Linked DNA regions of Mus musculus: regions 1, 3, 4 and 5 are each linked to region 2. Evidence: chromatin contacts called from public HiChIP or PLAC-seq and promoter capture Hi-C data. All regions are on one chromosome and are shown on one strand. The core of a region is the stretch at or near the end of the contact, and the rest is flanking DNA. Distances in the headings are between cores, read along the strand shown. Region 1 overlaps Plcxd2 (phosphatidylinositol-specific phospholipase C, X domain containing 2). Region 2 holds the start of BC016579 (cDNA sequence, BC016579). Region 3 holds the start of Plcxd2 (phosphatidylinositol-specific phospholipase C, X domain containing 2). Region 4 holds the start of Slc35a5 (solute carrier family 35, member A5). Region 5 overlaps Atg3 (autophagy related 3).

What was found. Promoter capture Hi-C pulls out the DNA fragments that hold promoters and counts their contacts. HiChIP or PLAC-seq counts read pairs in DNA pulled down with a chosen protein or histone mark.
Region 1: an HNF4G HiChIP or PLAC-seq map of pancreatic cancer cells shows a contact between it and region 2. The contact joins the enhancer-like site here to the promoter of BC016579 in region 2. A contact is called at or near these places in 6 of 39 promoter capture datasets (embryonic stem cells, liver, neutrophils and 1 more), 1 of 115 datasets of contacts at active chromatin or transcription factors (pancreatic cancer cells) and 1 of 9 other capture datasets (pancreatic islet).
Region 3: a promoter capture Hi-C map of embryonic stem cells shows a contact between it and region 2, with 3 times the contacts expected there. The contact joins the promoter of Plcxd2 here to the promoter of BC016579 in region 2. A contact is called at or near these places in 14 of 39 promoter capture datasets (the 3T3-L1 cell line, 3T3-L1-derived adipocytes, embryonic stem cells and 9 more), 5 of 115 datasets of contacts at active chromatin or transcription factors (bone marrow-derived macrophages, embryonic hindbrain, embryonic midbrain and 1 more) and 1 of 9 other capture datasets (macrophages).
Region 4: a promoter capture Hi-C map of hematopoietic stem and progenitor cells shows a contact between it and region 2. The contact joins the promoter of Slc35a5 here to the promoter of BC016579 in region 2. A contact is called at or near these places in 16 of 39 promoter capture datasets (the 3T3-L1 cell line, the C10 cell line, the HPC-7 cell line and 10 more), 1 of 484 Hi-C or Micro-C datasets (bone marrow-derived macrophages), 5 of 115 datasets of contacts at active chromatin or transcription factors (bone marrow-derived macrophages, embryonic stem cells, extraembryonic endoderm stem cells and 2 more) and 3 of 9 other capture datasets (adipose tissue, liver and macrophages).
Region 5: an H3K4me3 HiChIP or PLAC-seq map of stem cell-derived neural progenitor cells shows a contact between it and region 2, with 19 read pairs. The contact joins the enhancer-like site here to the promoter of BC016579 in region 2. A contact is called at or near these places in 5 of 39 promoter capture datasets (the C10 cell line, cranial neural crest, frontonasal cranial neural crest and 2 more), 3 of 484 Hi-C or Micro-C datasets (bone marrow-derived macrophages and embryonic stem cells), 7 of 115 datasets of contacts at active chromatin or transcription factors (DN3 thymocytes, the HPC-7 cell line, acute myeloid leukemia and 4 more) and 3 of 9 other capture datasets (embryonic stem cells, liver and macrophages).

What each region holds. Positions count from the first base shown.
Region 1 is chr16:45,965,551-45,970,989 of GRCm38.p6, forward strand. All of the region lies in intron 3 of Plcxd2 (phosphatidylinositol-specific phospholipase C, X domain containing 2), which reads right to left. Gm15638 (predicted gene 15638) reads left to right here. Exons shown (of 3, transcript NR_152226.1): 2 at 1,324-1,426; 3 at 3,087-5,439. Among named protein-coding and RNA genes, the nearest start is that of Gm15638, 23 kb to the left of the region's middle. Within about 2 kb of position 3,336, at least 73 of the 459 cell types and tissues checked have an H3K27ac peak or open chromatin away from gene starts, as enhancers often do. A contact at or near this core is called in liver and pancreatic cancer cells, where this site is marked.
Region 2 is chr16:45,650,553-45,656,165 of GRCm38.p6, forward strand. BC016579 (cDNA sequence, BC016579) reads right to left here and starts at 3,566. Exons shown (of 6, transcript NM_145389.2): 1 at 3,349-3,566. The coding sequence starts at 3,489.
Region 3 is chr16:46,008,787-46,014,356 of GRCm38.p6, forward strand. It overlaps Plcxd2 (phosphatidylinositol-specific phospholipase C, X domain containing 2), which reads right to left and starts at 1,627. Exons shown (of 4, transcript NM_001134480.1): 1 at 908-1,627. The coding sequence starts at 1,070.
Region 4 is chr16:45,154,401-45,159,940 of GRCm38.p6, forward strand. It overlaps Slc35a5 (solute carrier family 35, member A5), which reads right to left and starts at 4,273. Exons shown (of 7, transcript NM_028756.4): 1 at 3,982-4,273; 2 at 3,061-3,246. The coding sequence starts at 3,226. Atg3 (autophagy related 3) reads left to right here and starts at 4,429. Exons shown (of 12, transcript NM_026402.3): 1 at 4,429-4,771. The coding sequence starts at 4,700.
Region 5 is chr16:45,187,765-45,192,978 of GRCm38.p6, forward strand. It overlaps Atg3 (autophagy related 3), which reads left to right. Exons shown (of 12, transcript NM_026402.3): 12 at 1-774. Among named protein-coding and RNA genes, the nearest start is that of Atg3, 32 kb to the left of the region's middle. Within about 2 kb of position 2,602, at least 4 of the 459 cell types and tissues checked have an H3K27ac peak or open chromatin away from gene starts, as enhancers often do.

The DNA of each region.
Region 1 (5,439 bases), core at 2,086-4,585, 310 kb after region 2:
TGCTTGCCACGTATCTATCAGCACATCACCGTCGTTCTGTATGAATACAACACAACCTATCCATTTTCCTATTGATAGGCACACAGACTGTTTTTAATTCGCAGTCATTATGAATAAACTATTATGGGCATTCTTTTATGAGTCTTTTTTATGGGCATCATCTTTTATTTTACTTGGATAAAAATCAAGGGTTTATTTATATTTAGTTTTATAAGAAACTGCCAGAGCTTTCCTCGAGGGGGCCACCCCACTTTACAGTTGCAACAACAGAACAGGAAAGCTCCGGACCGTTAAAGTTCTCCCTAAAAATTGGTCCCATTACTGTTGTGAAATCTAGTCATTCTAAAATAAGTGTGGCCACTCATGCATGTCTGTGATCCTAGCCTATGGAAGATTGAAGCAGAAGGATTGCTGGGAATACAGACTGGATTTGTGTGCCCTTTTCTTGCAAGTATCCATGTATTCATCACTTTAACAATTCTTCCACCTACTTTTTAATCATTTTTTATTATTTTCCAGTTTTGTATTTGTTCTCTGAGAGTTTCACACAATATGGCTTGATATTATTCCTTCTTTCTTCTTTTAAATGTTAAGTTTTAGAAACATTTTTACATCTGGGATACTAGCCTTTTGTCAGATATATTTGGCAGACATTTCTTTTACCTTGTATTTTTCTCAACAAAATATTTTGATAAGCCTGGATTTCTTAATTTTGATGGAGTGCAATTTGTTATCTTTTTTCTTTAAAAAGATTTATTTATGTGGCTATGTCCTTATGGGGGCATGTACATGTGTATGTATGCATGTGTGTGTGTGTGTGTGTGACCTCATGGTGGTATGTGCATGTGTGTGCAGAGGTGTTCACAGAATCTAGAAGAGGGAGTTGGATCCCCTGGAGCTGAAGTTATAGGCTGAGAGCTGAACTTGTGTCTTCGGCTTAGCCACCTCTCCAGTGAGTGCTCGTAACTCCCGCCATCCCTCCAATCCCCCATCATTTTTTTTTTTTAAATTTCTGTGATTTGCTTAAGAAACACATTCACTTCCAATTCACAAAGATTTCCTTCCTTCCACAGTTCCTTCTGAAAGCTTCAGCGGATTCACCTTTATCTTACTTTTTAAAAACTACCAGTTAATTTTTTTTACAAAAGGCCAGGGTTCACTTTCCACAGAGATAGTTATCCTCGTACTGCTCATGGCTCTTTAGTAGATTAATATTTAATCAGCTGTCTCTTGAATACAGTTGCTGGGGTTATTTGATAAACAGAAGACTTCCGGTGTGTCAGAGGCTCAGAGCTCATGATGTAAATAACACTTTCATTCCAGTGTGACCTACGTGTGAGGAGCCACAGAGGAAGAGAAGAACCATCAAGGCTACTGGCTATCTTGTAACAGTAAACACAGCTCACGAAATACCCAGCAAAGGAAGGTAGAAACTGGCCTACAGTTGATTATTGCACGTCTAGGAATCCCTTGGGTTGGATTTGCTCTAGCTAACATCCATGGTCCGTCCCTCTCTTCTGTTACTCTCTGGCTCTCCCCGCACCCCATTTCTATCCTCCACTGAAGCTTGATGTACCCTCATTTCGTAGTCTTCTAGAAAAAGTGATGTTAAGACCTCAGCTCTTCTCTCAGTCAGCAGAGACTTCACTGCCATGAGTTGAAATAGTCTTATTGATCAAATCACTTTTTTAGAAAAAAATTGTATTAGCTGGTTGTGGTACAAAAGTCCTTCTACTTTTAGTTGGGACGCTTGATGATCTTAACTGACTACAATTCCTTGTCTGTCAGCTACTCTTCCCTGTGAAACAGGATCAATCAGAAAGATAGTATATGGAAAGTGTTCAGAGCAATGGCTGCTTAGAGCAGTGTCGTGTATTTGGCAAAGGAAAGGTATCATAAAGGAAAGAGTAAAGAGGTCGAAAGAGAAACATTTGGGGGAGTAGGGATAGGAAACCTCTTATATATCCACACAACGAAGTTGTGAAGTTGGGAAGCGGGGTTGAAGAACACAGAACTCTCAGACAAAGGCCAAAATTTCCCATCCGTCCCACGTGAAAGACACAGTAGTAGTGAGCTTGTAACATTTAGGATTCAAAGGATCCCTGGCCAGAACCTATGTTTGGAGATCCTGCGCCACCTGCTGGTCATTCTGGGGGAATGATACTTGCCAGGTAGAGGCAGCCCCGACCCTTTGCAGACTATAAATCCATACTTTCCAGATTAAGTGGTGAAGAAAAGCTCATCTCAGAGACCTCAAGGACATGTGCAGGGACACCCGATTGTCCAGAGGACTGTGTTAGCTCACTTACTCTGTCATAACAGCATATACACTGTTGACTTCAAAGAACTGGAGTTATTTTCCCCTGTTCTAGAGGCTACAAGTCAAGGTTGAGATGCTATTGGGCTGGGTTTTTTCTGAAGCCCTTATTCTCTATTGCAGGAGATTTCCTCCTCCTCATGCCCTCCCCTCAGCAACCTATGTGTCATTTTCTCTGTATGCACACACATATTCCTGTAGTCTCTTGCCTTTTGCGTGCTTTTGGAGATCTTATTACATTTTCAAAGATGACCTTGACTGTCCCCTCCTCTGCATGGATGCTGGGATTGCAGGCTTACACTGTCTTGCTTCTCTTCTATTGTCTCTGGGTTTAAGTTTCCTTTGGACTTCAATGTGAGTAGATTAGAACCCACCGTAATAGCCTTTTAACTTAATTCTCTCTTTAAAATGCAATGTCTCTAAATGTACTCACCTTAACTTGAGGGAGGGGCTCAGTACATAGCTCTGGGTGGCCTTGAACTCGCAAAGATCTGTCTGCCTCTGCCACTGGAGTGCTAGGTCTAAAGGTATGCACCACTAAACCTGGTTGAATTATTATTTTAATATTATTATTTTAAAACTGGTTAATTTGAAGAGAGGGGACATAATTCAATGACATTAGTAGGGACCCTACAGGTTTCAACTCCAGGCCTCCTGACTGCATTCTGACTCACTGCGAGCCTTTTGGATCAGGTGTTTTCCAGTCTGAGGAAAGCTACAACAGAAATCCAGGCTGAATTGTCTATATATGTTTGTGGCTTTCTTCCAGGGTGATGAACCAACGTGAACAAGAGACTCTCATGTTCCAAGTGGATCTGAAAGTTGGGAATTAGCTTCCTACCAAGGAAACTACCTGGTCCCCAGTAGGAAGACACACTGGATCTTCCCTGGCTTTGAGCTGTTGATCAGTGCTCGGAATCAGCTATGTAGCATCCCTGTTCAGTTAGCCAGTACAGACAGCCTTCAGGGCGCTGGTGCTCAGGGGGAGAGCCCACGATTATTCAGTTGTGAAATGACAGTCATGTGATTTGCTGGCACTTGGGAACAGACTCCTAACCACAGCCACGTTCCTGCTCCACTGATGTGTAGGCACAGGAATGTAGGATCACACTCCTAATATTCCCATGACCAGAAACAGTGAGGATGCCAAGAGAGCTACTCATTTGAGGGACACATTCTCACTACCAGCTGGGAGACATTGCCTTTGCGCTCATCTTCTTGACCATTAAACAGAGAGGCATCATTCATTGGCAGCAAGACTAAGAAAGCAGGACATGAGACTAGTGAGAGTGTGGATTACCAGCTGTAACTAGTGTGAACTGACTAGATCCAGGGACTACTAACTCAATCACGGGGGCCTAGAAACACTAGGAAATTAAGCTTAGACATTCTTTCTGCTCACAGCAGTGCCCAGCACTACACAGACGGAAGCCCGGCAGACCTGACAGGCTCTTGGCTCTCACAGGGGCTGTAATCTTAGTTGTAATCTGTGATGCTGGATCATTTAGCTTCCCTGAATACTGTCGTATATTAGGACCCACAAGGGGCCTTACATGGCATGCCCCTTCTCCACGTCAAAACACTGGCCCGGATTTAAGAATCAAATAAAAGCATTTGCAAAAGGGTGCCTTTTATTCAGAATAAAGGACCTATCCTTCGTGTGAAATAGCCTCTTTGGCGGCCCACACAGACTTGCAGTGGACTGGTCTTCACTCAGGTATAGAAATGTTCATGTTAGATTTTGCTAAAAGACTATGGGGCAAAGGCTACAGGAGTCCTCTGTGTCTCTCCATCTGCCTCTTCCCAGGTACTCTTTCTGTTTTTCTGAACATACAGAAAACTTCACTTTTACTGAATGAGTAAGTAACATTAAGCTACAAAGAATGAAGAAAATGGAATAGGAACTTGAACATATATTTTTAAAAAAACGCATAATTCTAGGTCCTTTTAAGAGATATCACACTGAATTAAGGTTGATTGTTTGATTTGATTTGATTTCATTTGGTTCGCTTGTTAGCTCACACTTAGAATCCCAACACTCTTGAAGACTGAGTCAGGAGGACTGCAAGCAGTCAGTTTGAGGCCAGCCTGGGCTACAGACAGGGTTTCACTCTACCATACCCTTGTTCCCAAAGAGTGTTAGCATCTAGCCTAGTCATAGCTTCTCCTGGCTTTGAACTCACAATCCCTTGCCTCAGCCTTCCAACTGCTGGGGATTGCAGGTGTGCAGCACCATGGCCAGCTGAACACAGTTAATTTCGTTAAGACTTTGAAGGGCTGCGTGGAAATGAGCCCATCTTCAGTCCATGGTTGACATTATCAGGAGTTCTCAGCACAAAGCAAGAACACTGTTCTTGCTTGCCTTTAAAACACCTGACTAAGCACATGGCTATTATATGAAACCATGTTTCTCAAACTCAGAACCAAATGAGTGTGACTAGGCATGTGACTGGGCATGTAACTGACTAGACATGTGACAGACTGGTCATGTGACTGGGCATGTGACTGTCGTGTGACTGGGCATGTGACTGTCATGTGACTGGGCATGTGACTGACTGGGCATGTGGATGACTGACTGGGCATGTAACTGACTGGTCATGTGACTGTCATGTAAATGGTCATGTGACTGACGGACTGGGCATATGACTGGGCATGTAACTGGACATGTGATGTGACTAAACACACCTTTCATTATTCAAATTCTAGTCACTACCTAGAACTCAAGAACTAAACAGATACTTGTAAATATCTTTTTTAAAAAACCTAAATACATGTCTCTTCAACTTGTTTTACAAAGGATAGCCTACTGAAAAGTGAATTTATAATATCCCTCTACATACATATTTGTCATATACATATATACACATATACATTATACACATACATGTACAAATATGTATACACATACACACTTATACACATAAACAATCTACATATATACCCAAATGTTCATATACATGTAATATGCTTTCTTGCCATCCTCTATCCATCATTCACTGGTGCCCAGGACGAAGAATATCATCTCATACAAAATAACTGGATCATCCTCGTTTATACGTATATCAGACCTAATCCTAGCCCAAGTATTTGAGGCTGTGGCATGGTACTCAAGACTCAATCAT
Region 2 (5,613 bases), core at 2,316-4,815:
ATCTACACTTGATCTACACATTTCATCTAAACCCAGAAAAGCCAGTTGAATCTTGTACTACATTGAATAATGCATAAAAAGAGGGTCAATTTGGTAGCTCAGATAAACCTTGGTTCCCAATGAGCAGTCAATTTACTGATTTATTATTAACCAATACAATGATGATGTCATCACATAAGATATCTCTGGGATGCTGAGTAGGGGCCCTGTAATGAGCCTTTAAAGAAATTCAGTCTCACCCTATTACCTACAATTTCTTTTGCAATGTTTTGCCCAAGGGTATTAAGCTGTAGTAACAATAGACAAGGTGGTGTTCAATGGCTTACATTCCTTTCCCTCTACATTCCAATCCAGATTAAGAAAGAGAGACAAATTCTTCATATACTCTCCTTGCCCAACTTTTCCAAGCAGGAAGCTGCCTAAGTTGATGGGATGCTTATGATCTCAGTACCTTTCCCTCCCATTGTCTGTTCACCCATCCATCTGCAACTTACCCCCATACATCATTTAAATTACCTAATGGAATATATTTATTTGTAATACATAATTTGTAATTGAGGCAACTATAAATAAAATTATATAAATCTATAAATCGCGTCAAATATATTCACCTATACAGGAGAAAATTAATCAGGTGGGGCCAGCAAAATGGCTTAGCAGATAAAGGCCTCACAGCCAAACCTGACACCCTGAGTTTGATCCCTGGGATACACACAGTAGAAAAATAAACCTAACTCCAGCAGGTCATCTCCTGATACCTCAGGATGTACATCATGGCCCATGCGCACACCACACACACACACACACACACACACACACACACACACACAGAGAGAGAGAGAGAGAGAGAGAGAGAGAGAGAGAGAGAGAGAGAGAGGAGGAGGAAATCAAAGTAATGTTTTCTTAAAACTGATGAACAATGTAGACCTGAGACATTGAAAGTCATTGAGTCTGAACTTTAGAAGGCCCCACTGAGTGACCCTGAGCTGCTGGGCTGTATCTCTGGAGCTTCAGCTTCTTCAGTCAGCTATTTCATCTGTCAAACCAGAAAACTAGCACCCTCCTCTTCCACTTTTATCTGTGTCCCTATGACCTAACACTCTGAACAAAACTAACTTGGAGGGGTGGGGGAAGAAGGAAGGAAGGGCTTCCTTATTTGGCTTACACTTCTAGGTCAGAGGCCTTCCTTGAGGGAAGTCAGGGCAGGACCTCAAGGAGGAATCTGAAGCAGAATTTATGACGGAATGCTGTTAGCTAGCTTTCACACTGGCTCATGCTGAACCAGTTTTCTTATAGCCCAGGACTACCCGTCCAGGAATGATATCCCCAACAGTAGCCTGGATCCTCCCTTATCAATAGATAATCAAGACAATCCCTTACAAACATACCCACAGATCAACCTGATACAGTTACTCAACTGAGACTCTTGTCAGGTGATTTTTTGCTGTCTCAAGTTGACAGTTCATGCTAACTAGGGCAGCTCCTTCTACCCTTAATAATTAGCTGCATTGATGTGTTACACAGTTGCACATAGCAGCAATAGGTACAAAACATATGCTTTGGAAAGTGTATGGACTTAAATAAGAACAAAAGTCAGAACTATTATCACACAACTTAAGATGGGGACACAAAAATTTTAAGTATATAGACCATGTGCTTGTGCTAACCAGTCCTTACTGAATGAACGTCACTAACTGACCATTCATGTTGAAACACATTTCAACCTATTCTCTAGAGTCAGAGACTGATGAACATGCTAGGGAAGGGTTTGAGGTTTTGTCCTCTCTCTTCTCAGTAAAGTGCTACCATTCCAGTATTTCTAGAACGCTCTTCAGGTTCTCTACCCTCACCCCATTCTATCAGTTATTGAAATTTTCCTATTTAGACACCTACAACGCCAAATTACAAGGAAGTCTGGCACATCTACATACGTCTGACTAACAAGGAAGTCACTAGGACACTGAAGCCTATTCTTTACAAAGCAGGTGCTACGCAAATGTAAGATTCTGATACCTGGTATGGATTTGGCGTGTTCTCAACTGTTCTCTAGGGCTCTCAGGGCCTAAACGGAGCATATGGTATTAACATTGTTTCACATAAATGGAGCATATGACATTAAGATTGTTTCACAGCGTCTCTGGGCTCAAACACTTTTTCCCCCCTGGAGAATGTCTCAATCTTTGGGGATGTACTGGGCCTGACTAACTTGAGGTAAGTATTTCTAATTCTCCTGCCCAGGCTCTGCCCTGGAGAATCATACAGAAAGTTCCTGATTATGGCTTCTTGCACTGGCCTTCAGGCATTACCTTCCGATTTTCACTCATCTGTGGTCTTATTTCATACAAACAGAAGGTGCCAACTTAGACTCCAGGGTACTCATAAAATAAGGCATTGCCACACAGTGTTTTCAGGAATCACAGTGGACCAAGAGTAATGTTTTCGAGCTTTGAATTCTACTAAAGTCAGAACTTGAGCCCAAGAGGGATGGGGGTGGAGTGGGGTGAGAAAAACCAGGCTAAAACAATGCGTCCAGAAAATTGAGTGTGCCCAGTAAAACTCAAGTAAACCTTTGGAGTTGATGAGAAGACAGGTGGCTCAGCATTCAAACTCTCTGATGTTTTACAAGTATTTGATCTGTGAGTAATGTTATGATATCAGAGAAGGGTTCAACCTACACACCCTTAAGGACTTCCTCAGAGATGAAAAGACAGTGAGGCTAGTTCTTAGGTAGAACTTAGAAAGTATTTCCCTTGTACTAAGCTGGCAAGTTCACAACAGTTCACAACCCTCAGTCTGGACGCAGCAGCTCTTTCCTCCTCGTGTTCTTTGCCTGCTTTTCTTCTGGAGGAAGCAGTGGCCAAAGTGGGAGATAACAAAATGTGTTTGAAGGTGGGGGGAGGGCGCGGAGGACATAGGGCTGGTTAAAGGTAGGAGACAGTGGATTGCACGCCCCTAGAGGTGGTGGTGGGGTGCTGGAAGGGAGAAAGGGGAGAGAGAGAAAGCGGAGAAGCGAACGGGGAGAGAGACAATATGATTCAATCCATCACTCTATTTTTATTTGGGAAAGAAAAACAAGTTAAAAGTTACATAATTTTCAAACAGCACCTCTACCTCTAAGGCTTTGCTCTCCATTGAAAGGAGCAGCCACGCCCCTCTACAGGATTCCTGAAGTCTCTAGGCGAGGTCCGAGTCTCATAATGGAGGGGTCTGATCTAAGAAATTCCAAAAGTTCTTGCTTTCTTTAACCTCCCCTTCTTTGCGTGTCCTGGGCGCTGGAAGGACGCTTTGGAGCCTTTAAGTGGTGCCAGGCCCCTTCCCTGCTGTCACGCCAGAACCCTAAGTCCTTACCTGGGCTGGGCTAGGGTCCTCAGCGGAGTTAGGCTGGATCCGAAGGTCATTGTTGAGAGGTGTCAGCTCTTCCTGAGGCCCGTCCAGCATCGAGAGCTCCAGCTCTTCCCGGGGCGATTGGGATCTGGACCCTTCTTCCATGGCAGCGCCGAAGACGGAGGCTCCGCTGAGAGGCAAGACTCTAGCACCTAAGGGTGCAGAGTCCAGCACAGGGAGACTACTCAGCTCACACTCCACCCACCAGGCGCGGCAGGTAGACCTCGGGCGGCGCCAGATAGGCCTGCGGTGGCGGACCTGGAGGGGAGGGGCGAAGCCAGAGAGAGTGGAAGCACTCCGGCTTTGGTTAGCTGACCTTGCTCAGGAAAGGTAGATGCAAGTGGGACCGGCTGTTTTTCAGGTTTGTTCAGGGTGCTAGCTGCAATGCCTTTCCGTGTGGATGCAGACCGCAGAAGCTCACAGGGCCTGATTGCAAGCTGGACTGTGGCAAGGAAGGGATAGGCAGGGTTGGGTGGGGAGGGTGTTGGGGGACGGGGGAGGGTGCGGTTCCGGAAACTTTCCAGCCTTCTACCTGGACCAGTGTGATGCTGAAACTTACTCCAGTACTCACTGTCTAGCGAGGGCTCATCTACCAAATCAACAAACAGCTATGAATCATCTTCCGTGTGCCAGGCAGCATGCTTGATTCCGAACACACGAAGATGAATAATACACAGCCCCGAAGTAATTTTCATACACTACCTCTACCTCTATGGCTTTGCTCTCCATTGAAAGGAGCAGCCACGCCCCTCCTGATTCAGGCACAGGGGCAGTATCAGTATCCCTTAGACTAGTAAGGGCAATCGGCACTGTGTGAGTTCTTCATACGCTTGTGTTTCTCAGCACAGAAGACAGTGACTCGCAGAAGCAAAAATTCATAAACATTACTGATTTACTGATTATTGTTTATCTTTGAGAGGAGGGGTCATGAACACCGCACCTGAAGAAAAGGCCCATGTGTCAGGAAGCATACAATGCCTTCCACACCCCATGCACAGCTCAGAACTGGCTTAGTGAGCCGGGAATTACGTTTGCAAAGCAAAGTGTGTATTGGGTATTGGTCCAAAGATCTTGCCTCTAGCTAAACCTTCTTTTCAGAACCACCATCCTCTCCCCATTTCCTTCCTCTCACATAGATAGTTATTAAGACCAGTTTGAGGATTCCAGAAATATTTGGAAATATCTCTTTTCTTTGCAGTGCTAGGGGCTCAGCCCAGGTATATGGCCCTACCCCTGGGTTTTATCACCAGTCACCAGAGAGATGCTGTTATTGTGATGTTTATCCTTAATCCCAAAGAAAGTGTTTTTAGAAAATTGAACTAAGTACTATGAACTGGAAATACTCATTATCACAGGGTAGTCATAATTTGCCAATCACTTTTACTAATTTGGAAAATAACATTTCCTGTTCTCTGTCCTTTCAATTCTACTTTCTCTACAGTTCTGTGCAGTGCTCTGAGTCCTGTTTAATATAGTGTTACTATTTCTCCTTTGAAATTCTTTTTCATCCCATTTTACTTGTTTGGTGCTACGGTTAACTCTGCCCTCTGACAGGAAAAATACGGTTCTAATATGGAGTGAGACACTCTCTAAATTAAGATAAATCAAGAACTGGGATGGGCTGAGCAAGTACTATAGACTTACAGCTATTCAAACCATGCATTACGAGGCTTTGAGAACAAATTGAAATCTTGGCCCTTTAAATTTTACAAAAACAACCAGAAGCCAGGAGATAGCATACCTGAAAAGTTTGACTTTCAGAACACTCACCCAAAATGCATCTGGCCTTTCACTGCTGGCCACCTGTGTGACCAAGAGCTCAGAGGTATGCCTCAGTCCACCTCTTACCATTCTGCTTTCTGTCGCTTAGTGAAGATTGGAAACCCTGAGTTTTGTGTGGGGTGGGTCAGTTTCTTTGTAGGCAACATGATGCTGTGCACCCATGATCCATCTTGATGCCGACAGATCAAATTGCATTGGAAACCAACACATTTGCTACCTCCTCTGCCAGTTACTGAGTTTTGCTAAATTTCCATTTATGAGGTGCCTTTGTTTTGTGCATTGAGTTTTGTGATAATGCTGACAGTCAGGTATGGCTTCCCAGAGATATCTTACTATGTGCCATGTTTGTCTCAATCCTTGTAAATGTCTCTTCTTGCATTGGAACACAGAGGAAGAACACCTATCTCTCTAAGTTCTCACTTTATTTTAGAGACTTGGTTTGTGCCA
Region 3 (5,570 bases), core at 377-2,876, 360 kb after region 2:
TGCTATGTCCCCAAGCAAGAGAAAGAACTGGTCCACCGCTTGCTCCCTGAGTGCTTCTTAAGTACCAGCATTGTAGGATTTCACCCACCTCACCAACCTGAGCTCAGTGTGGTCTAAACATCCTGCCCAAGATAACTATGTTTTAGCAAGCCTTTCAGTGGAAAGATCAACCAATTGCCCGAGAGCACTGTCAAGCTTTGAAGCCTCTGGCAGAGGAATGCAGCAAGAACAGAGGTGCTTCTCAAGGCTCCAGTTCTACATCAGCTAGGCAGACACCTGTGTATATATAGACAAAGCTTCAAACACCGTCACTTCATCACACCTAATGACTGCCTGTGAGGACAGACTGCATCCTCTATTTCTGGCATTTCCAACAACAAAACTATGTGCCTTGATGCCCAGCCTAGAATCTGAACCTATTTTCTAACACTTATCTGATTTTTGTTTTCAAGAAAGGTCAGATAAATGAGAAAAATATTCTTTTCAGCTTCAATGTTGACCCAGAGCTAAGATTGTTAAGGACTTTCTACCCATTATTCTTGATCTCTCCCCCTTTCCCTTAAATGATTCAAGTCAGCGAGCCTTTCACATACCCAGGCCTCTGCATCAAGATGGTTAACATTCTTAGACTGAGGCCGTATGGTGTAAACAAAATAAAAACAACAAAACAACAGCGCAGTGATTCCATTCTCTCAACTGTCCCTTTTGCCAGTGATGCAGTCGGCTTGACTGACTCTCTTTACAGCAGCTACCTTCCTGTTAAGTTTTTTTTTTTTTTTTTTAATTTGGAAATAAAAAGAGATCACTGACAATTGTTTTTCAACACAACAGAAAACAACCAACCCACTAGCAAACACTAAAATGGCAGCATTAAACACAGTGCGAACAAGTAGTTATAGACGAATACCTGGGATTGCCAGATTGGAAAGGGGGACGTTGTGGAGGTGAGCGGGGAGCGAGGCCATCCAGTCGGCATTGCAGACCTCCGAGGCTGTCTTTGTCCCGCTGGGATTGGGAGAGCAGATGGTACCCATCCTGAGTTTCCTTCTGGCCTTTCTAAATGCAAGCATCCCTGTCGTCCACGATTTAGACAGGCTCAGTCTAGTGCCACTCACTCTGTGGTCATCACCGCTCGGGGCTCTCTAAACATTTCAGAGCACATGGGTCACGCCAGTCTTTTCAAGATCCTTTTCTAGCTGGGAGATGGGTCAAATAGGTGCTCCCCTGCCTGCTGCTCCCGCAGTCCCCACCCTCTTCGCCTTGCCACTGAGATCCACTCCTTTAATCTCCTCAGTCCCTGGTCAGTTAAACTTCTTAGTTCCCCTCTGGAGACGGGGGAGGCAGGCCCGAAGATACAAACCTTCCTGAAACCCACAACATCCAGGAACAGCCACACCCGGAGCTACTCACACGACAGGTGCCCACAGGGCATAGAGACGTGCCAGCGGGCTGCACACACGTGCGCACCCGGGTTGCACCATCTCTTGTTCATGGGTGCTTCCGTGGGTTTCCCCGGGCTGGTACACAGGCTGGGCCTGCCTGCACCCCCGCCCCCTGGCTTCTCTGCCCACTGCCCTGTGCTTTTCTGAAGGGCTCTCAGAAGAGTAACCGGCAGCCCCGGGACTCTGGCGGCCCCGCCCCGCACTGCCGGGCAGATTTGCCAGACTAGGCGAGCTGTGATTGGTCGTTGGCGGGATTCTCTCTGATTGGACAACGCTCTGAGGGCCCGCCCCTACATCGCGCTCCCACGCCTCCCCTGCTTCTTAGCTCCTCCCCTCTCCACTCCAGCGGGGTAGCGAGTGGACAGGTCGGGCTGCGGCCTGCTGCTCCGGAAGGGGAGATGTGCACCGTGGCCGGCTGTCCTCAGATTGATCTTTTTCTTGTAGATCTCTGACGCGACCTCAAAGGTTTCTCCTCTCTCCCTCGGCCTTACTCTCACTGCGGTGAAAATTACCCAGAAACGCGCTACTTTTTTTTTTTTTTTTTTTCAAACCACCGTAGCAGCAGAAACAGGAGAGCTAGAGAGGCCAGAGAAAGGTGCTGCTGCGGCTCCTATTTAGATGGCAGCATCAAAGCAGGTTTGTGTTTGAAACAATGCAAACTGACAGTTCTCCTGCACAGTCCGCTGAAACTGGCCAGTGCCATTATTTCCGTTTCACAGAGGAGGAGATAATGGTGCTTTGGGTTCCTGTTGCTGTTGTTTGAAACCTTTTGAATTATTTGTCTCACCTGCTCCTCACAGCATTACCACAAGACTCAGAGTTGCTGATACACTTCCTCGAATGGATGAAACAGCCTGAGGCAGGTCACGTGGTGGCAGTCTGTGCAAAGTTCATTTTGAAATGAGGTTCCCTAACTCGGTCTGTAGAACACAGACCCACTTCTCTGCTTCCTGAACTGTTCCCACTTCAAATAGTATTCAAATGTAGTACAGAGTTTTATAATCCGATATTGTTAGTTAAAATTTGTAGTTAGATTTATATATTTCTTGTATGCGTTTTTCTGTGAGAACATGCATGTGTGCAGTTCAGAGGACAGATTACTCCAGTTCTCTCCTTCCTTGAGACCGTCCCCGGGGCTCAGATCGTCAAGTTTGGCAGTAAGCACCTTTACTCACTGAGCCACCTCCAAGATCTGACCTGCATACTTTGCAAAAAATAAAAATAAAATAAAATAAATAATAAAAAAATACTATTTTGGCAAACAGATAATTTTATTTAAAAAATTTTAAATTAAGGTAGCCTTTTATAGCAAGAAGGACCCTAGAGACTCAGGAGGGCCTTAGGGGAAAAGAGAACAGTGGCCAGAACTCTTAAAACTCCTGGAGTTTATGTATAAAACCCTAGGGCAGCTGTCGTTTAATCACCAGATGACCTCCATTTTACCCCTGTATCCCAGGCTACCTGTCTTAGTTAGGGTTTCCGTTGCTGTAAAAAGACACCAAGTCCAAGGCAACTCTCATAAAAGACATTTAACTGGGGTTGGATTACTGGTTCTGAGGTTCAGTCCATTATCCTCATAGCAGGAAGCATGGCAGGCCCTGGAAGAGCTGAGGGTTCTACATGTTGTTCCAAAGGCAAAACACAGGTGAAGACTGGCAAACCCCACCCCCATAGTGACACACTTCCTCTATCAAGGTCACTCCTACTCCAACAAGGCCACACCTCCTAATAGTGTCATTCCCTGGGCCAACCATATTCAAAAGACCACATTCTACTTTCTGGCTCCCATAGGCTTGTTAAAACACATGAGTCTATGGGGGCTACAGCTGGCCAGAGTATAATGAAAAATACATTGAGTTCAACTTCAAAAGTCCCCATAATCTACAGCAGTCTCAACAATGTTAAAAGTCCCAAGCTCAAAGACTCTTCTGTGATTCATCCAATCATTTAACTGTAATTTCCTACAAAATCAAAGTCAAAAGGCAGATCACATGCTTTCAACATCACGGGATGTATATTACCATCCCAAAACATTACAATGAGTGAATACTGGACCAAAGCAAGACCAAAAACCAGAGCTGTGTGTTTTCAGAAAACACTTCCTAGAAGATTTCACCTCAGTGATGCTGGTCAAGTTCTCCGTAAAAAGCCTTTGTTTCCCCTTTCTAGACTGTGGTTTCATTCCAGATTAAAAGTCCAAAGGAAAAAAATAACAAAGTAATAAAAAGCCTAACATGCTATAGCTATTCCTTCCTCAACACTAAATGGATAAACAACAAACTTAGCTGGATGGGGTCTTGCCCCAAAGTCACCACCCACTTAATATGTTTATCTTCCTGAACACAGGGCTCAGCTTCATTTTACTTCCTGGTGCCCCGTTAATGCTAGAACCATACATTATGTCTTTTTTTTTCCTTTGTCAGCTTGCTCCTTTTCATCAAAATGTTCCTCATAACAGTGAATTTTAATAACCACACAACAGAGTTTATACCAGGCTGTTTTGAGATTTCTCTTGTTGATGCAAATAATTTAAATCTCTTCACTTTGCTTCATGCAGACTCTTCAGACAAGAGCAAAGCACCCAGATTATTCACCAAAATATCATGCACACACACACAGACACACACACACACACACACACACACACACACACACAAATAGTCTCTAGAACACACACTAACATTCTTTTCTTTGAACTTTTTGAGCCTGGTGGCCACAGTTCAAACCATCCTCAGCAACAATGTCTTCTATTTCCCTACGAGGGTGGCCCATTAGGTCCCACTTAAAGCATTCTACTGTTTTCCAAAACCCCAAATCCACATTCCTCCAAAAAAACATGGTCAGGAGCTATCACAGCAATTCCCCAGTCTCTGGTACCAAGTTCTCTCTCAGTTAGGGTTTTCAATGCTGTAAAGAGACACCAAGACCAAGGTAACTCTTATAAAGGACAACATTTAATTGGGGCTGGCTTAGTGCTTCTGAGGTTCAATCCATTATCCTAATAGTGGGAAGCAGAGCAGTATCCAGGCAGTCAGGGTCCTGGAGGAGCTGGGAGTTCTACATCTCATTCTGAAGGAAAACATGAGAAGACTGGCAAGACACACCCCAGTGACACACGTCCTCCAACAAGGCCAAAACTCCTAATAGTGTCACTTCTTGGGCCAAGCATATTCAAATCACCACACTACCTTTCACCAGCTGTAGCTGTTGGTGCACATTCCTGCCTTTTGACATCCACATCTCAGGTTTTAGGCTATTTTTTAATATTCACTAAAAACAGCTTCACTGCATAAAATTACTAAGCTTCCATGGAGTGTTGTTTGACATATCATTAAAGGAAGTATATACTATTTATCTTGTATCTTCTGGTATTTAAAGAACATATACCTCTTTTTAATGATACCAGAAGATATTATCAAAATGTCACATAGCTGTTTTTGACTCAACAAAAATCTTCCCATAAGATAAAAGTCCCTTATTGGATCAATGTCTCAAGATTTGTTTTGGAAATTCTACCTTTCTGGTCTTCCTTTGAATATATATGTAGATATTTAATTCCTAGAGGTAAACCATTTCATGTAAGCTAAAACAAACAAAATATGTTCTTTAAACTCATCTGTGAGATATCCTTTGAAACATCTTTTCTCCTGTAGATTTTTGTTAATGAAATGACAGTATTAACCAAGAGTGGGGTAGTTCTGTTCAGAAACCCTCCTTATAAGTGGGGATCCTTGATTTACGCTGCAGAGAAAAATTGCAGGACAGTCATTATGTAGAAAGCTGGAATTTAATAAGATTTGAATAGGACTGGCATGCAGCTCAGTTGAAAGAATGCTTGCTTAGCATAGACAAGGTCTTGAGTTCCAATCATATCACATCATAAATCAAGCATGGTGGTGCATGTCTATGATCCTGGCACTCCAGAGGAGAAGCAAGATGGCCTTGTTTATGATCTCATGATGACCTTATGAACTTGCCAGATAACCTCAATATGAGCCTTAGGTACACAGTGAATTTGAGGATGCCCTAAGTTACATGAGAGGCTCTCCCTTTCTCTCTGTTTCTGTCTCTGTCTTTGTCTCTCTCTCTTAAATGTTTAAATATGCATTTAAACATCAATATTAAGAG
Region 4 (5,540 bases), core at 3,023-5,522, 500 kb before region 2:
TGTTTCTTTGTACTCAAATTACTCATTTTCTTCTTCAAGACAGGGTTTCTTTGTGTACCTTGGCTGTCCCAGAACTAGCTCTGTAGGCTAGGCTGGCCTCAAACTCAGAGATCCTTCTACTTTGCCTCCCAAATGCTGGGATCAAAGGTGTGTACCATCACTGTCTAGCTCAAATTACTCATTTTCTGATAAATATCTTCTAGCTACAAATGCCATTGGGCTTGTTTTAATCGGTATCTTTTCATCATATGGCACTTTTGTCTTATCTCTTTTGGTTAACTGGTTAATCTTCACTGTCATCTTTATTGGATGTGGAGTCATTGGTGACATGCCTCTAGGTACATTTGTGGGGATGTGTCTGAAGGTAGTGAGGCAAACTCACCTAAGTTCTTGGGTCCCGGATGAATCACAAGGGGAAGGGAGAGAGTGAGGTCTTTGATAGGACTTACCTCTCTGATTCCTGTGAATGCTATGACCGGCTACTGCCTCACACTCCTGCCTTCACGATTTCCCTGCCAACAATGCACTTTGTCCTCTCACACTGGAAGCCAAAACAAACCCTCCCTTCCTTAACTGAAGTTTCCTAGCTCTTTCACATTCCAAGCAACAAAGTAACTAAAACATGTGATCTTTTTGAGGGGGTGTGGAGGAGTCCCCACCTCTCTTCCCTTTTCCAACAGGCTTTCTCTTCCAGGGTACTTGCAAGCTCTGTGTGTACCACTTGAACTTCTGCCTCCTGTGATCCTCCTGCCTTCTCCCAAAGGCTTAGATTAAAAACCTTTCAAATGCATTCAACTCTGGCTCCCAGCTCTAATGGATTCTTAATGTTCAGCACACTGGCCTGGCACTTACTGTAACTCTTACTGCTCTGTCTTCTCATCTGCACAAGCTGCTACTCCCAAAATCTAAATATCAGTTCAAGAATAACTGAGATCTAAATTCTCCAACATTTAGTTTAAAGCTCACCAAATACACCTACAAGTAACTAGCTCCCTTTTACTCCTTTGCTAGGTGTTTTCTTTATGTGCATTTGTGCCAGTCACTGTTACACATTGTAGTAAACAGGGCATACATAATGGCCTCATGGAAGGTAATACCCTACGACTGTACGTTTTATTCAAGCTTGACCCAACTTACTTTTCCCACTAATAGTCCCTACTAAAACCACTATCAAAGTACTTGCAACTTGGACCAAAAAGATTTGAAATATCCAGTATTTTAACCAATTGCATATGTTTGTGTGTTTTGAATATTTCTTGACTCTATCACCTATATTCTGATAGCAGAGTCGGTTAGTCTTCATCACTTATGGCTTGACTTTCAATAATCTCCTATCTAACTAGCCTTCTTCCATTCTTCCAGTCTACTCTACTGACAAGCAGCTATAATCCTTCAAATGTTTATTTGCCCAGACCCTAGGCAGAACATCACCGATGGGTATATGAAGCCCTTGGCAATGTGTTCCTTCTCTCTCCAGCCAAATGCCCCTTTGTGATCCAACAACACTTTTAAAATGTTTTGCTCAATAATTCTCTCTCTCTCTCTTTGTTGGATTTTTTCAAGACAGGGTTTCTCTGTGTGTAGCCTTGGCTGTCCTGAAACTCGATCTGTAGCCCAGGGTGGCCTTGAATTCAGAGATCTGCCTGCCTCTGCCTCCCAAGTGCTGGGATTAAAGGTGTGAGCCACTATCACCTAATAACTCTTAACTACACGTTTTTCCCCAACTGTTTGTTCTTTTCCCTCTGTTCCTTTTTATAAGTTGCTGTCTTTGATTCCAATGCCCCACATCCCTGTTCTTCTGGCAAATCAACTGGCATCTAGATAGAAGTGGCCCTGCTTCCTATGTACTCTTTTTTCCTATGTACCAAACAAAAAGAGTACATAGGAAGCAGGGCCCACCATCCTCTCCCAGAGAGTACTTTTTCAGACTGTCTCTGCAGCTTGGACATAGTCTTTTTTATTCCATTTCTTTTAATAGACTTCTATAACATATTTACATGTTTATCTCTTCTAATAAACCAAGCTCTTAAGGATATCGTCTGTATGCACTATGAACTCTATGACTGTGACTAGGCCTCTGGTCTAGTGAGGAATTATCTCAATTAGATTAGCCTCTGAGCATGCCTGTAAGGGACTATGTAAATTAGCTTGAGGTAGGAAGAACCACCTTACCTTTGGGGAACAGCATTTCCTGGGCTAATATCTTAGACTAAATAAGAAAGTGAAAATGAGCTGGGTGTGACTTTTTAAAAAAAATTGAAAATATTTTTCCTGTAATATGTCAATGGATGGTAGAATTCTAGTTAGGTGGCAGAAGACTACAGTGGATGAAGTGTATTTAGCAGATCTGGGGAGTACATTTCAACTTTCTGGGATTATAGCTATCGTCAGTTTTGAGTTGCCATGTGGATGCTGGGAACTGAACCTACAGACTCGAGAAAACCAGCCAGTGTTCTTTGCTTCTGGGGTATCTCTTCTGCCCCAAGCATACTCTCTCTTCTTGCTTGATGCCTGTGGGTGCCATGTGAATAACTGCTACGAGAGCTTCCGCTACCATGACCTCTTTGCTTGGTGAACCCTACGCTCAGATAGTGAGCACAAAGAAACCCTTTCCTTAACCTGCTTTGGGCAAGTATTTTGTCAGAGCAATGAGGAAAGAAACTAATATGCTATTAAAACAGAGCCTAGGGCATGATATTAACTGAAGTCGAGACTTACATTCACAAGTAGGAGCCCAACTAGATAACTAAACAAATATATTGTATTTCCAAATAAGCTATAGTTGTATGTTTTACTAGAAATCCAGAAACACTTGTTGGGCATCTGGGTATAATCAGATGTTAGATACACTGTGCTTTACCTTGCACTTAAATGATCCAAATTTCATCCAGGGTTAAAAAAATGTTGCCAAGGAACACACAAGGTTAAAGTTTAAATTTTCAATACACTTTATCATGGACACAAAGCATAGTACTTTAAAAGGCATCACGTATAATTTATTCATAAGAACACCAGGCAAATGATTAAAAGCACCCCATACACATTTCCATTTTAACTCACCTTCATTGGCAGAGTATTTTACCAGTAAGATTCGACTTGAACTTAGAGTAATGAATATAATGCCTAGCAGGAATGTGTACAGCGTTGGTGGGCCTAACCCAGGGCGCCTGGAGCATTTTCTTTCCATTCCACGGGTTTTTAATTGCCTTAAGAAGATCACTTTCATGAGCAGCCCCGTCGGCAGACCTAAGGATTAAACACAATGCAAAGACTGAAGACTGTGAAGAATAGAAAAGGAAACCTGTAGAAGTCTGGCCACAACTACAGCAGACGGAAGACAGCCGAGGACAACAGAGAGGACTTAAAGGAAACAAACCATACTGCCAACATCTGATAGGAGAGGCAAGTCTCAAGACAGAGAGGGGATGGCCAGATTGGAAATAAGTTAGGAAATGTGTAACTGACAGTTTGGGACTGCAGAAAAGCAGTTTATTCGTATTAACTTTGGTCCACAAGGAATGAATTTTGGAATGGCCTTTCCTTTCAGAGCAGAAAAAGAGCTCACTGGGAACGATTCTTTTACAGAAGCGACCTCAGTGCAAATAGTTGAATCACAGCTAATGACTCTTAAGTGAACCAGGATGGGACCAGAAGGCTCATCTTGGGTCAGTGAGCCTAACTGGTCGGTCTTTCACGACAGATGGTCACGAAACTCCAGGCAGGGTAAATACTTGCCCAACGCGCACAGGTAGGATGGGAACATAGAGCCGTCAAGGGCCGCAGACACAGGCCCAAATCAGAGAGCAGGTGGGCACAAGCCAATGGACAGAAGGCCAATGGGTCAGCACTCCTCCCACCTCCACCAGGTTTCCCTCACTGTCAGGGAAACCCTCCCACACATGCGCAATAGGAATCGCGGGCGGCTCCCAAGCCCCTTAACACGCTCGAGCCACAACACTCAGCCCGCGAGGGCGCGGTTACCTCAGTCGCTCAGGGAAGGTTCTAGTGCAAGAACGGACATCATAGAGCCGACATAGTGACTGCCTAAGTTCGTAGTAGCAGCAGTAGGTTTTGAAGGCCCATTGGTGGGGAAACTATGAGCCGGGAGCAAAGGCGACAAAAAACAAAAAACAAAAACAAAAACAAACAAAAAACAATAAAAATCAACCCTTCTCACGCTGCCTTCCAGGGCTGGAATACAAAGCTAAGAGCCGCCCGCTAGGGAAGAGCAGCCTGAGCGGCCATTGCGCAGGCGCGCTCATTCCAGCGCTTCCGGGGGGCGGGCCGGAGGGAGCAGAGGCCGGCCGGTCCCGCCCCCGCGGGCCTCCTTTTGTCACGTGTCCTGGGAGAGTCGAGTCACGTGAGGCCTTAGGTGGCGGCGGGGCTGTTGGGAGAGTGTGAGAAGAGGAAGGGGAAGCCGGAAGGGGTGTTCAGTGGAGCTCCGGGGAAGAGAGACAGCTTGGAGAAGGCCGGGGGCTGCGCGCGCACCCGCCTCTCGCTCAGCCGGCTTGGGCCCTCTGCGGTGGCGGCCAGGTGACAGCTGGGCCGGGCCTCCGCGTGTCGCCGCCCCTCCCCCCCGGCCGGGCCGGTGCCGCTGCGAGGTTCGATGCCAGTCGGGCACGTCCGGGGCAGTTTTTGACTCCCCTGTGGCCCGGATTGCGACAGTCCCTCCGTGCCCTATCGCTGCTCCAGCCCCAGGATGCAGAATGTGATCAACACGGTGAAGGGAAAGGCTCTGGAAGTGGCCGAGTACCTGACCCCGGTCCTCAAGGTAAGCGGGGAGGGTCTGGCTTGCTCTGCCCTGGTTGCCCAAGTCCCGGTCCCCAGCGTGGACGGGGTGTAGAAGGTGGAGGGGCGAGTCGCGCGGCCGGGTGCTGCCTCTTGCCTTGGGCTCCTGGGCCAGTCCCAAGGCTTGCTGGCTTCCCCGCTTCCACTAGAGTGAAACTGGGTGCCTGCTGTCTCCACTGATCAGTGCCGCCTTGGAGTGCACGGCTAGGTGGTGCGGAGCAGAGGTACGAACGTTCTGACATCCATAGTCTTTTAAATAGGTAGACTGGGTTAACCTTTGAAAAGATGACAGCTTGGTGGCTAAACAGCATGCCACGTTTCCTTCCAAGTTTCATAGGAAGTTTTGCTTTTCGGGTGATCTAATTCCCAACTTGCTTAGGTTTCAGAGGAACATAGTAAACTGTGACATGTTAGTAACTCTGAGCCGAACTAGAGCGAAACTTGACGTTTCTCAAGCCTTTAAGGTAGCCGTAAGTGATTATTAATCTTGGACTTGAGTGATCCTACAGCAACAGTTCAGCACAGCCGATTGTATATTGTATAGATTGGAAACACTATTGACATTTTTAGGTGAAAGTTGTGATAGGTTAGCTGTTAGCACAGATTGGATTACTTGCTTTCAAAAGTAAAATTTCAGGGCTTCATTCAGAGCTTTCTTACACCTTCTAGGCTACATACGGTAACTTGATTTTGCTTTGTAAAAAGCAAGCAGTAAAAGAGAAACAGATAATTTTGCGTAGTTTTTGTTCTGT
Region 5 (5,214 bases), core at 1,352-3,851, 460 kb before region 2:
TAATTACTGCTTCTGATTTTTAAAGAATTAATACATAGCTGTGACCATTGACCATATTTACCAATAAGAATAATTTCTCTAATAATGGGATTATATGTTTATGCATTAAATAAAAACTGTTCTACTACCAGCCTTATTTGTTTAATAAAAATGTTTGTGAAGAGATGTTTTCATTTCCTGTCAGAAGGTTCTAGTAGGGTTTCCCCTGTCAGACGATGATTGCAGAGTCAGGGTGCTATTGAACATCTACCAGTGTCAGAACTAGCTCTAGAAAGTGTTCCATGCCAGCCTGTGTGTCTCTCCCTACTCCATTCCCAGCCTTGTCCTCTCCCTACATCTGCTCTGTGCTTGTAGTTCATGTTTCTGAAGTGCTAACTGTATGCCAAGAAACATGCTCAGAAACATTACCTGTTTCATGATTTATTGCCATCACCCAGATTACTTCTTATTAACGATATGGGGATGTTTTTCTTAACATGATTGTCAGTAGAATAGTGGGACTTGAAGGGGAATCTTTGCTTGTATTGTGTCAGTTCATAGATCTGAAAATGGGAGTTTAAAAAGCAGATTTTTCTGAAACATACTTTAAGCTGTGGAGGAGAATCCTGATCTTTGGTTTTGTTTTTTTATTTGTTTTTAACCTTTGCCTAAAATCCCTGTTATGCCTCTCAGTCTCCATATTAGTCTGTGTCAAGTGTGATATCTTCCCTTGTCTTCCATTTTGTTTACATCATCTAAGAATATCCCTCTTAATTAAAAACTTTTGAAAATGTCATACACATATGCCACATATATTGATTTGACTTCCCTTCCATACCTCGCTTTAATTTCCCACCCTACTCCAGGACCCTTCAACCTGTCTTTATCCCAAATTCACGTCTTCACTGTCATCTTTATTATTAATAACCCTGAATCCAGTTAGTACTGGCCATACTTGAATAGATGTAGGCCACCCTCTGGGGCATGGGCATCCTGTTAACTGGCCATAAGAAATGTAACCGTCTCACACCAGTCAGTAACTGAATAGCTCTGCTGAAAGGATCGAGGCCGTAGACCTTCCCTAGCCTCACTCAAGTTTCCACTGACTTGACATTGTGCCTGTCTTGTGTAAGCAAACATAGAAATTACGAGGTGATTTTACGAGGCGTCAGCCATGTCATATCTAAAAGACAGCATTTCACAGCTATACTTAGCATCTTCCAGGTTTTAACATTCTTTTCTTCCATGATGTCTCCAGAGCCTTGGTTGGGGGTGGTTGGTATAGATGACTCACAGCTGAGCATTCAGTCTCTTGTTCTCTCCATTAACAGCTGCCCAGTGTAAGAAGTTTCTTTGACCAAGGTTCAAAGCAGCATATATCTATGGGTCTAAACATAAATATTAGTTAGGAGGCTTGACTACTTAACTATTTACTGAAAGACTGTCAGTAAGTTACCTTGCACACCCAAGGCCTGTGATCTTTCCCCACTCATGGGCTTTTAACCAGGTTTAGTGTATCAGACCTCAAACCCAGCTAGAAAGCTTGTTTCTCCCCCTAATGCCATTGTCATGTCAGTGAGTACAGTGCTCCTGGCAGGTTAGTAGTGTAGCAAGTCCATGGATGCCCTTTCTCTGGCAGTAGCAAGCCTTTCCAATACTATGAAACCTAGCTAGCGGGGAGAAGGTGTCCTGGTCAGTTTGAGATTAGTTTCTCAGTGTATGGAAACCAGAGTGTGCTGTCTTCAGAAATAGGGTTTTACTATTATGGTGTGCAACAAAGAACATTGTTAGCAACAAGTTGTTTTAGATGCCTCAAGGCCTCCCTGACTAGTAACTCATAAGGGGGGTATCCTTAGATTTTTATTAACTCAGGTCTTCTGAGAGCAATATTTTCCATCTTTGCAGGGTACTTCTGCCCAACCCCCCCCCATCCCTCTGTTTTCTGTTTTAATTAGCTTATGAACTAGTGAGTTTCCATAAGGCTTTATACATTCTTGATTTCATTAACCCATCTCCAACCCTCTGATTTCTTTTATCCCCCTGCTCTCATCCTCACTTAAACCTTGAACCCCAGATCCCTGCTTCTGCTCTTTTATGCTACCAGTGTTTTTATGCCCCCTGCTTTTTAAAGTTGCAAAGCATGCAAGATCATAGGATTCCATCTAGCTTTTTCACTGCAGGCTTTTGGTGAAGCCTTCTCCCACCCCATCCATGTTTGAACCTTTCTATCTTCAGTATTCCTACTCCACTTACATTTTATCTCTGTTTCATTATCTTACCTTAATGCTTCTACTCCCAATGGTCTGTTGTAATTACCTGGCACAACTCCGAGATAAACATGAGTCAAGGCTGGAATCCACCTAAGAGAGAACATGCAGTATTTGTCTTTTTGATCCTCGGCACCTTAAGTGTATTTTTTTTTTCTGTTTAATCAAATAACCTGCAATTTGAATGATTCTATTTACTCTGAAACTGGTAGAGGCTTCATCTTGTAGGTAGAGAGAGAACTTTCTGTATAGGACTCCCAAATGTTGGAAGTAAAGTTGAAAATTGACAAGGACCTCATAATTAGATGGCTCCTGTACAACCAAGGAAACTCTTTCGTCAGAGTGAACACCACACCCAGAATTGAAGAAAACCTGTTAACTATAGATACAACAGAAGATATTCTAGTGTCTAGAATATACAAAGAACTGAAGTATCGAAACATGAAGAAACAACCTAATTAAAAAAATTGTGTGGGGCTAGATAAATGGCTTACGTTAGGATTACAAATGGCTTTTAAACACTTAAAAAATGTTCAACATCCGAGGCTTCAGGGAAATGCAGATAAAAATTACTTTAAGATTCTGTTTCACCACAGTCAGAATACAAATGACAGCAAGTATTGGCATTGATGTGGGGAAAATAACACTGTTATATATTCTTGGTGGAAATGTAAAACTTGTGTAGCTACCTTGGGAATCAAATTGGAGATTTCTCAAAAAATGAAATAGAAATACCATATGACTCAGTTCTACAACCCTTGGTAAATGTCTTAGGGTTTTATTGCTTTGAAGAGACACCATGGATATGGTAAGTGGTGCTGACTTCCAGTTGGAGGTTTAATCTATTATCTTCATGGCAGGAAGAATGGCAGTGGCAGGCCCACATAGCTCAGAGGAGCTAAGAGTTTCACACCCTGTTCAGGCAGTAGAAGGAGACTGTCACTGCTTGTAGCTTGAGCATACTCTTCCTCCAACAAGGCCACACCAAGTCCATCAAGGCCATACCTATTCAGACCACTACAGTAAGGACATCAAAGGATTTTACATCCCGAGTTAGAGATAACTTGCTCATCCAGGTTCATTGTTGCTCTCTTCCTTGCCTAGGAAATGGGATCTGTCAAGACTAGCTGCTGAATGCATGAGAGATGTACATAGACACAATAGATGCTACTCATGGATGAGAAATGTGCATTTCACAGTGGATATTACTCAACTGTAAAGAAAAATGAAATCTTGCCTTTAGTGCCTTTGCTTGCTCTTTAAATTGCCATTCAGATCTTATTAAAAAAGAAAAGTCCATAATGAAGATAATGATTTAGTGGGCATAATATGATGCTTGCTATAATAATGCAGTCAAGACGTAAGTATGGTAGCCACTATCTTCATCCAGCCTGTAGGGCAGTCTCCCTTTTCTTTGAACCTTTTTTAAAGTTAACAAGAACCAGGTTTCATTATGGCATTTATCCCTCATACACATTGCTCTGTTCTCTGCAGATTAAGTCTTTCTTAACTTTCCAGACTGATTTTACTGGAGAATTTTTATTTTAATGCTTTCATTTTAATACCCTTATGGTAAGTTATATGTAATATTAGATGTTATTGGCCTGTTTTCTCCCAGTTAAGTCAGTTTTCATGAGAAAGTAGATACCTTCAATTCCTTCTCCTTTCTGTTTTAGGTAAATAGCTGGTCATATTTATCTTAGAAAGCACTAGGTGTGGGCGCATGTGCACTAACACACACACACACACACACACCACACGCACACACACACTAGTTTCTTTGATACCTTCAGAGCTTAATGGTAGAAATTTTATCCAGCATCCTCAGTTTTCAGCTTGTCTGATGTTTTCAGTGAATAGTCTGAGGTAAAAAATTTTGAAGACTACCACAATAGGGATTTGAGAGGCTACCACAACAGTAGTGTGTCTGCCCTTTGCTCTATGTCAGGTAGGTCCTTTTAATTGCACTCTTAGTGGTGAGCATTATTAGATTGAGTCTGAACTTTTAAAACATTTCAGAGGTCATGAAGGGAGAGGGGTCATCAGGAGAGGAACTGATCTTTGCTTCTGGAGAAAGGAGTTTCAAAGAACATGGTCTATGTTAAAAGCACCGTCACACCTGATAGACCTTGGGGGACCTACTTTTAGTTACCACAAATACTCAGCTTATAGTTATACATACAAAACCAGTATTTGGCATTCTTTCATGGCTCTTGCCTGAAATACTGATTACTGTGACGTTTTAATGGTATATTCATGTTTTTCACCTCACCCTACTGCCTGATTTACTGTAATAAATCTAGGAATTGGGTAGTGTGAGCCTGCCAGCTTTTTACTTTAAACAGTTGTTTTTGGCAATTTTGCTTTTACATGTAAATTTTAGGATACACCTGTATATACAGTGGTTTTGCTGGAGTTTGGGTAGAAAATGCATTGAGTCTATAGACCAAGCAAGAGAGACTTGAAACAAAGCAATCTTCAAATCTGGAAGTGTAGCATTTTATAATATTTTGACTTTTTTTATCTTTCATATATTTGGCTTGACATAGTTTTGTGGGATTTGGGTATGATTTTATCTTTTTTTGTCATTTCTGATTCCACTGTTTTATTCTTATGTATGGAAATATATTTTACTGTGATAGGCTTCAGATTGTGTAGTCCTGTTAAGAGTCATATTAAATTTCAATGCTTTTAGGTAGGCAGAGTCATGGCCTTGCAGTTAAAAGGGTGTTGCCTTTGCAGTGAACCCAAGTGTAGTTCCTACTACCACCACTGGGTGGCTCACAACTGCCTTTAACTCCAGCTCCAAAGGATCTGTTGTCCTCTTTTCTCCTTGGTGGGCATGTGCCCTCACATGCGTGCCTACCCATCCCCCACACATAATTAAAGGTAAAAAGTCTTTTAAAAATTCTAGTGATTTGTTTATACTTTCAGATCACCCTTTATAGAATATTGTCAAATGCAAATA